Regions from separate parts of the Columba livia genome. Here region 1 is linked to region 2. Evidence: chromatin contacts called from public Hi-C data. All regions are on one chromosome and are shown on one strand. Each heading gives the region's core, a stretch centred on a gene start, on an enhancer-like site or on the middle of the called end of the contact. The rest is flanking DNA. Distances are from core to core; before and after follow the strand shown.

Region 1 (3,915 bases), core at 484-2,983, 260 kb before region 2:
CTCAGCTTCAAAGGTGCTCTGACATAGGCTGTGCTTTCCTTGGTCTAGACTTCCTCTACAGGAGAAAATAGGCAAGTTGTAAACATGCCTATTTTTGCTCTCTGTGCTAGGAGCATCAGTTGGCTCTGTTTTGCCTAAAGGAGCCTGCTGTTTGATATTAGAGGATGTTAGCCTAATCAAAAATACGAGGTACTGTCCCTTTTTTAGGGGGGTAGGGGGGATGTGTGTGTGTGTGTGTGTGTAAATCAGTAATAGTAACGCTTCAGCATAGGACATTAGAACTCTGGGAACTCCAGAGTATATTCCTGGACCTACCTCTGGCTCAATGTAAAACTCTGCAGAAGAGTTACTTTCCTTCACAGCTGAGGATTAACCAGAGAATTGTGTTCCAGTAATCAGCTGCTCTGGCTCCACAGTGCTGGATTGCCTCCCAGTTTTACATGATTGTGCTTCAAACAGGGTGTGCAGACACAAGAAGTGTTCTTGGGTCACATTTATTTTCAGCTGAGATTTGTCCTTGCATACTGAAACGCTCTGGAGCAGGTTGCTGCTGGCCTAATTGGGTAAGTGGTCCATATACACCCCAAGGGCATTGGTGCCCTTCTGAAATACCTTGTGCTGCTGGTGTTCTGGGAATTATGAGATAAATATTGAATGGCCATGGAGCAGAACTGAACTGTTTTGGTACATGAACCAGATTTTAAAAGTAATTACCAAACACTAAAACCACGAGAAGTTGATGTAATGTCTCAATCAGCCCCATTGGTTAAATAAGATTAATTTGCTATATAGAACTCATTTAGGTTCAAGGTTCTGATGTTAACAAAAATGCTTCCTGTAAAGCATAAGCTCATTACTGAGAAAAATGAAGAGTATAATTAAAATTATTTCAGAAGCTGAAACTATGACTGAATGCCATTATGACTCAGGCCAGTGGTGTCAAGTGGTTTATGGAAGCTTTTAGGACAGTGGCGATCTTTTTTATTCTGTATTTGTACAATATCTAATACAATAGGCTTTTCCTGCCTGTGGGACTTTTATCATTGCAATTTATCTTCATTACTGGGGGAAAAAAAAAAAAGAGGAAAAAAGAAAGAAAGAAAATGACAGTCTTCCTTCAATGTTTGTAAAATATATGACAAATATTAGGAATACTTTTTTTAAAAAAGAAAATCTTTGTTTTTCCCTTTTCAAGTATGGAAATAGTGTTAATTGGAATAATTTCCATTCATGCAAGGAATATCTATATATGAGGTACCTAAGAAAAAATTATATGGCTTTATTACCAAAGGGCATATTCAACAAAATATATCTCTTCATTTTCTGTACCACTTGCTTGGGGCTGGAAAAATTGCTGTAATATCAGCTGCATCTTCACTGTGATGTGACTGCTATTATAGTAAGCAATATTAACCTGAAGAACTTGATGACTGACTTGAGAAGAAACTAGTGATAATTTAAATAAGATTTTAATATTTTCTTGACTGTGAAGGACTGCACTGATTAAAATGTCCATGCAAAAGCAATATACAAACTAAACTGGGCTCAATTCTGCCAGATCTTTCTCATTTAGCAAAACAGAACTAAAGGAGACAACTTAATTTCTTTCTCAGTTTAAGGTTTGGCAAAGTATTCATGTAGGATGAAGCTACTTCTGTGGTCTTATTTTTATTGTAAATATTAATACACATTATAAAAATGAATACATTAATACTGTTTCTTAAGTGTTTTCATTGTGCTTGTTAACATGTTATCGTTTCAATTATTGCCATATGTAATGAAAAAATTTTGCTTCTTAAGGCGATATTCCATATGAAAACACAGGTAAACCTCACTTGTTTTGTATGGATATTTGAAATCAGAATCTCTTAAAATCTCTTGGGCCAAATTTACTTTGCAATAAGTGGGCATAACTGCCTTGATATCAGTGATGTCAGCCTTGGTAACTAAGCCTAGCAGAAAAAAGACGTAAGAAGAGAAATTCTAATGAATGACAGAGAGGCAATACCGCGACCCTTTCCTCTTACACGCCTGCAGTTGTTTTCTCCTCTAATGCTTTTGAAATTCCCTACTTACGTGTTTTTGAGGTGTGCCTTACTGACACAGCTGGAGCCTGTTACCCCCAGGTACGACTCTGAGCCCACATGCACGAGCTCTGCCAAGCCCACGCTGGTCTGCGCGGGGCCAGATCGCATCTCTCGGCATTAAGTAAAGCACCCTGGAAGCTGCTTTAACCTACATGAGGAGCATAGCAAAGATAAGGCAAAGAAGTCACACTGGTAGGCGTTTTGGCTTGGTTTATATTGCAGCCTGATCTATTTTGTCAGCCCCACAGGAGAATGACAGTCTAGCAAGAGCCGGGAGAGCAGCTCTGGCTTGGTCTCAGAGGTGGCAGCCACCAGGGTGCCCGGCTTAGCTGAGACACAAGCCCAGCCTGCCCCAGGCTGGGAACCAGGGCCCAGCAGTGCAGCTCCCTGCACCAGCAGCTGCTGGGAAGGAAGAGCACGGGAACTCACACAGGATTAACACTGTTTTTCAAGCTAGGCTTAGCGTTTAAAAAGCTTGGCAATGACTGGGCCGGTTTAAGATAGCATGGAATAAAAGGAACATGATGACCCCAGGTGTCCTCCCTGCTCTCCAGCAGTCTGAGGCTTGGATAGAAGCAGAGTCTGTAACTTTTAAATGGAAATCATAACGAAAATTCTCCTGGCTTTTCCAGAGGTGCCACAGCTTCCATAACTCTTTTTTAGGGCATTATATCTTATTTTAGTATATAACAATACATGGCAGATTATCTCGTAATTTAATGTATTCCTCTGTATTTATTAATCAAACAACATCAGCCTCATTGTCTATTGCATGAGCTTTGGTAAGTGGCCTAAAATTAACTACCTTTGACTTCTTTGCTTCATGAACCAAGTAATTATCACTATGTGGACAAAAAAAAAAAGACAAAAAGCAACTTTTTAACCTTCTTTATGTTAAACGTGCCAGGGCAGCCCAGCCAGGGACAGAAACACCATTGGTGACCCCATGCCACGCACACTCACCCTGGTGCGCTATGGTGCACCTCTGCTGCCAAAGATGATGGGCCCAGCCATAAAGCTAAAACAACCCCTTAGTTCTGAAAAGCATTTCTTCCATACAATTTCTAGTTTAAATTGTGACCAAAATGAATGGCTCATATGATCAAGCAGTGTGTCCTTAATTTACTATATTGCTAATATCGTAAATAGGAATGGAAACGCAGGGCCCCATGAGCCTTGAAAGCTTACAGTCTTGATAATTTACTTTTTTTGAAGCTGTTTACTTCCTATTGCACTCAAATCAACCTAATTATCTACCAAGTCATTTTTCAAATGTTAATTAATTTTAAAAATTTGGAGTCATTTGGCAACAAATCTCTCCTTGCTGTACCTGGATACCCTTAATTGATTTTGGGTGGAGAAAGAATACAGTTAAACGCAAGACAATCTAATTTCAGACAAAAATCAATTGTATTTTTATCATGTACGCATTCAGGCTGAATAGCAATTTAAAGTCTTTGAAACGTTTTCGTACACTTACTTAAAGAAAACGTTATCAATTTACATTAAAATTAAATACTGTGTTTTTAATTTTTTTGAGCTATTGAAAAGTCCAGAGTGGAATTTTCTGAAAGATGCAGAGATTGCCTGTAGTTTCCATAAAGACACAGGTCTGGCAGTAAAATCTTTGTTAATTTTTGGTTGCATTTTCCTAGACTCTTATTTTAGCACTGTATGTGGACGGAAATGTCAGGCAAACAACTTAGACCAATACTTTGAAATGTTAAAATTTAAATAGCCAAAAGCAATTATGAGAAGTATATAATCCATAAAACTGTCTTTACAATTAGTAGAGATCATGGAACACTACTCAAACTGTAATCAACGT
Region 2 (3,959 bases), core at 595-3,094:
CAAACAAAGTTGGAGCAGTCTTACAAAACACTACCAGGCCTTTTGTTCTGAACAGTTTGGTTTATTTATCTGGAACAACAATACCTATGGAAATGGGGGCAGAGGCTGAATTTCTGTGTGACAGACTTGCTGCTGTCAGAGGCACTGTCTGTGGCAATATTTCTCTCCTCCTTCCCCACCAGAGTTACTCTCATTGCCACCTCCAGTATCCTGTACTTCTGTTTTTAAAAGGTTGGCCTAAGCAGAAGTCAGCAAGGTACAGAAAAACTATGGTGTGATATTAGCAGCACATGTTTTTTTTCTGTTCACCAGCTGTGTCCTAATGTAAAGGATCACCTGTGGTATTGTAGTTTCACATCTTCCTTTTTCAGTCTTTGGTGTAACTTCTCAAACACCTGGCCAGGAGGTCTGTTCTAGGGGCATGGTTGGGGAATGAAACTGATAGGAGCTGGACTGAAAGATTAAATGTGTGGACAGTTTCTGAGGATTAGCAAGATCATAGCAACACTTTGTGTATGTGCTCTTAATCAGAAAAACTGTTAGGTAATTTGTTTTAGCCTATTTTCATTGAAATTCCTTAGTACAAGCTGCTATATAGACTAAATAGCCCTGTTTATTTGTCAGACTAATACTGCACTGATGTGTCTGTCTTGATTCTGGTATTTGAATTAGTGCTTTTGCAGGCAGCTCAGGTAGCTCACCTCAGGTTTGATTAGTGTGATGCAGATGTACCCGTTACACCATTTACCAGAGCTGCACTGGGCCACCCCAGCACATGGAGTAGGCAGTTGCAGTTCTTCCTCACGTATTAGAGGTCAGGTCAATGTTGATCCAAATCAGCCATAGCCAACAGCTAGGTATACTAAAAAATGTAGTGTGTTACTTGGCAGTATCGAGGTTGGAGCTAAAACAGGTTGTAAGATTTCTTTTTCTTTGCTAAACAAAACTTCTTTTTTTCTTTTTCTTTTTTTTTTTTTTTGCAGCTGAGATGTATATGCAGTTGTCTCTTCACTTTACTAAAAGTAGCCTTCAGCAAAAGGGCTTAAAATCTTGAAAACACATTAAAGACATTAAGGTAGTGGGAAGTGTGTTTTCTTCTTTTATAGGTATATCTTTTGGTCAGTGCTTTAATGCCATGATTGATGAAAATGTTGTCTGTGGCTGACATCTGGGATTATTAATGGATGTAGAATCAAATTTCTTTGGCATTAGAGGAAAAGGGTGATCTGTGTCTCACTAGATAAAATGTTGAAATGGTAATGGAACTTCAGTTTAATTTTAGGTATTACATTTTAAACCTGTCAGGCTACTAAACAATGCTTATTGCTCCTATTGCTTAGGTCTGTGTTACTTATGAAAATGTGTGAGTAATGGATAGAAACAAGAGCTTTGAATTCTATGGCTAGAATCTGAAGCTTTGTTATGTGCAAAATTCTAAGCGAAGCCAAAAGGATGTCAAATTAAAAGCAAACAGGCAAGTTCAGAGGGTGGCACTTTGTTACGTTTTACAGCACTCCATGAGTTAAAAGTAGAGCACTGCACAAGGCTGCTATTGTGGGAAGCCAACTCAAGGATTTTTCATGCTGTAAGACAAAGGGTTCCCTTAGCTAAAAATAATCTTTTCTTTCCTCCTGCTCCTAAGCTTTTTCCTCCAGGGAGCAGACTGATTATGCTGGGTGTATGTGTTCAGTGCATTGCGGGAGTTGCTGAGATTTATGACGTCACGGCTCTAAGCCTTCCTCTTTTGCCACAAGGTCTGCACACGTAGCTGTTGCCCTTTGTGTCTTGCTAAAACACCACTTTGATGTACTAATGTGCTTTTTACCTGTGCAGAAGACAGCATTTGCCGTTGTAGGTCAGTAAATTTGCAAAGGGAAAGCACGGATAAAGACAGGGTGCTTTTTTGTTGTTGTTAGACAAAGCTTTCCCTTGATTTTTAGGGCTTGCTAATCAAACAAAACAAAACACACACCTCATCAAGATTTTACACGGTTCACTTGTCAGGCAGAAGTGTGCCTGGAATCCATTTCCAGTGGAGGTCAAAGATCAGAAGTGCTGAGGCAGCCGAGGGAATGATTCCCCTGTGACACTTTTGCTGTGTTTTGATGAAAGTGAAAGCCATGTGGCACATGGATGAAAAAGCAAACAGATTTTTTTTTCTTTTCCTGTGGCAGTGCTGAATTTTGAAGCTAAGCACAGCAGGTAGGAAGAGTCTAATATTTGAAAAGCACTGGTACATTGAGACACCAAAGCACTTAGCTCTGTCTTTTTAACCCCTTGCTACATTTCTTACACAGAACTGGTTTTTAAATATTCAAAGTACAGTGGTTTTTGTTTTGTTTTGTTTTTTTTCTCCTAAGAGCCCGGGTCTTTTTCTTAATTAATCCTGCACTGGGAGCAGGATAATTGCGTATGTAATACATGGGAGATCAAAATGTGGCAAATGATATGTATAATATCTTACTGGAAGAAGGATAATACCCCAGAAAAAATGGCCATGTTAAGTATAATATGTGAGTGATATATTTTTGAGCATTACCTAAAGATGGGACTAAAAGCCAAGGTTGTATTTCATTTGCTATAGCTTTTTGACTGTGCCAGAAACAATGTCTTGTTCATATATTTGGTTATACAATTCTATTCTCTTGACAGAATATTTCCTTTCAATGGGTAGCAAACCTCTGACTTCTGACTCCTTTGACTGTTATATAGTGTTGATTCCATTATATTGCCACATTTTGGGGGTCATTTAATGCAAATGCTTCCATCTCTTCTAGGTGCAGCTTTTTGTTATGCATTTTTCTGAAGCTTGATGAACATGCAATTTTTATAAGATAATAAATAACAATACTGCAAAAGCCACCTAGAAAAAAAAACTATCAAGAGATTTTATGACTCAGGGGATCAGTAATGGAATACAGAGTTTTTCACCTCTAGGGCACTGATTCAAATATAACCTAGGTCATTAGTGAGCAAAAATCATTACCAGCAGCTGTTCAGTGACCTACAGAATGTGAAATGAGTTTGTGGTCTCAATACAGTTTCTACTACGTGTATACAGATAACAGAAAAATCACAGTCCACGTTGGCCTCCTTGTTGCCATTCTCACTGGAGAAACTAAAATCCGAACAGATGCACAGAGTGACTAAATGGCTCTCACATTTGTGCGTATGAAAAGCATTTGGCTGATATAAGGAAGGAGAGAAATCCCATTGACAGTGTGCTTAAGAAAATGTACAGCTGACAGTTATTGATTGAAAATCCTCTCTCTTCTAATAAGGATGGATTCCCTTTCAAGTGACTGCTCCTGTGGACATCTGAAGGTCTTGAATCAGGCTTGTGGTAATTTCATTGTCGTTAACATATTATGCCGCCAACGAAGCAAAGAATCGTGGGTTGAAATAACAAAGCATTAGGATTGCCAAGATATGAATTTCAGTTTCTTAAAGTTTAGGTGGGGATTGTGCAGCAGCACAAACAATGTGGGTGGAAAAATGTTGTGGGTGGTGGGAGGGATTTCATGGCAGCTCTTTCCACATGACTGAATTAGTTATTGCCTTATCTTCTAAACCAGTTATGTGTTCTCGCCTCAGCTGATGGATGTAGGAAGAAGATGCATTTTTTTCTTGGCCTTTTTGCCAAGAACAAATGTATCCTCAGCTTACTATCTGATACATCTTCTGTGACAGCCCCTTGCAGTGACATAGATTTGATGAGCTCTGTAAGTCATTTCCATCTTAAACTACAGTGCAATTAGAGCTTAACTGACTAAGGATTTGACACTGCACAAATTTTCTTCCTGTCTACGTGATTTTTATAGAATTTGCTAAATTCCTGGCTACATTAATTTCTTCCCTTTTCTCTCAGTATTCCCAGCAAATTAATGTACGGTTGTATAAATGTTTCATATTTTTATCCAATTGATCAGATTTGTCACATTTTATGACAGGGTAGAGAC

Evidence for each region. Hi-C and Micro-C count contacts between places; a contact is called where the count stands out from the background.
Region 1: a Hi-C map of crop shows a contact between it and region 2, with 2.9 times the contacts expected there. The contact joins the promoter of NUBPL here to the enhancer-like site in region 2. A contact is called at or near these places in 2 of 2 Hi-C or Micro-C datasets (crop and liver).

Annotation. Positions count from the first base shown.
Region 1 is chr5:29,625,553-29,629,467 of bColLiv1.pat.W.v2, reverse strand. NUBPL (NUBP iron-sulfur cluster assembly factor, mitochondrial) reads left to right here and starts at 1,733. Exons shown (of 11, transcript XM_065064109.1): 1 at 1,733-3,915.
Region 2 is chr5:29,367,541-29,371,499 of bColLiv1.pat.W.v2, reverse strand. No RefSeq gene overlaps it. Among named protein-coding and RNA genes, the nearest start is that of AKAP6, 26 kb to the right of the region's middle. Within about 2 kb of position 1,844, at least 2 of the 3 cell types and tissues checked have an H3K27ac peak away from gene starts, as active enhancers do.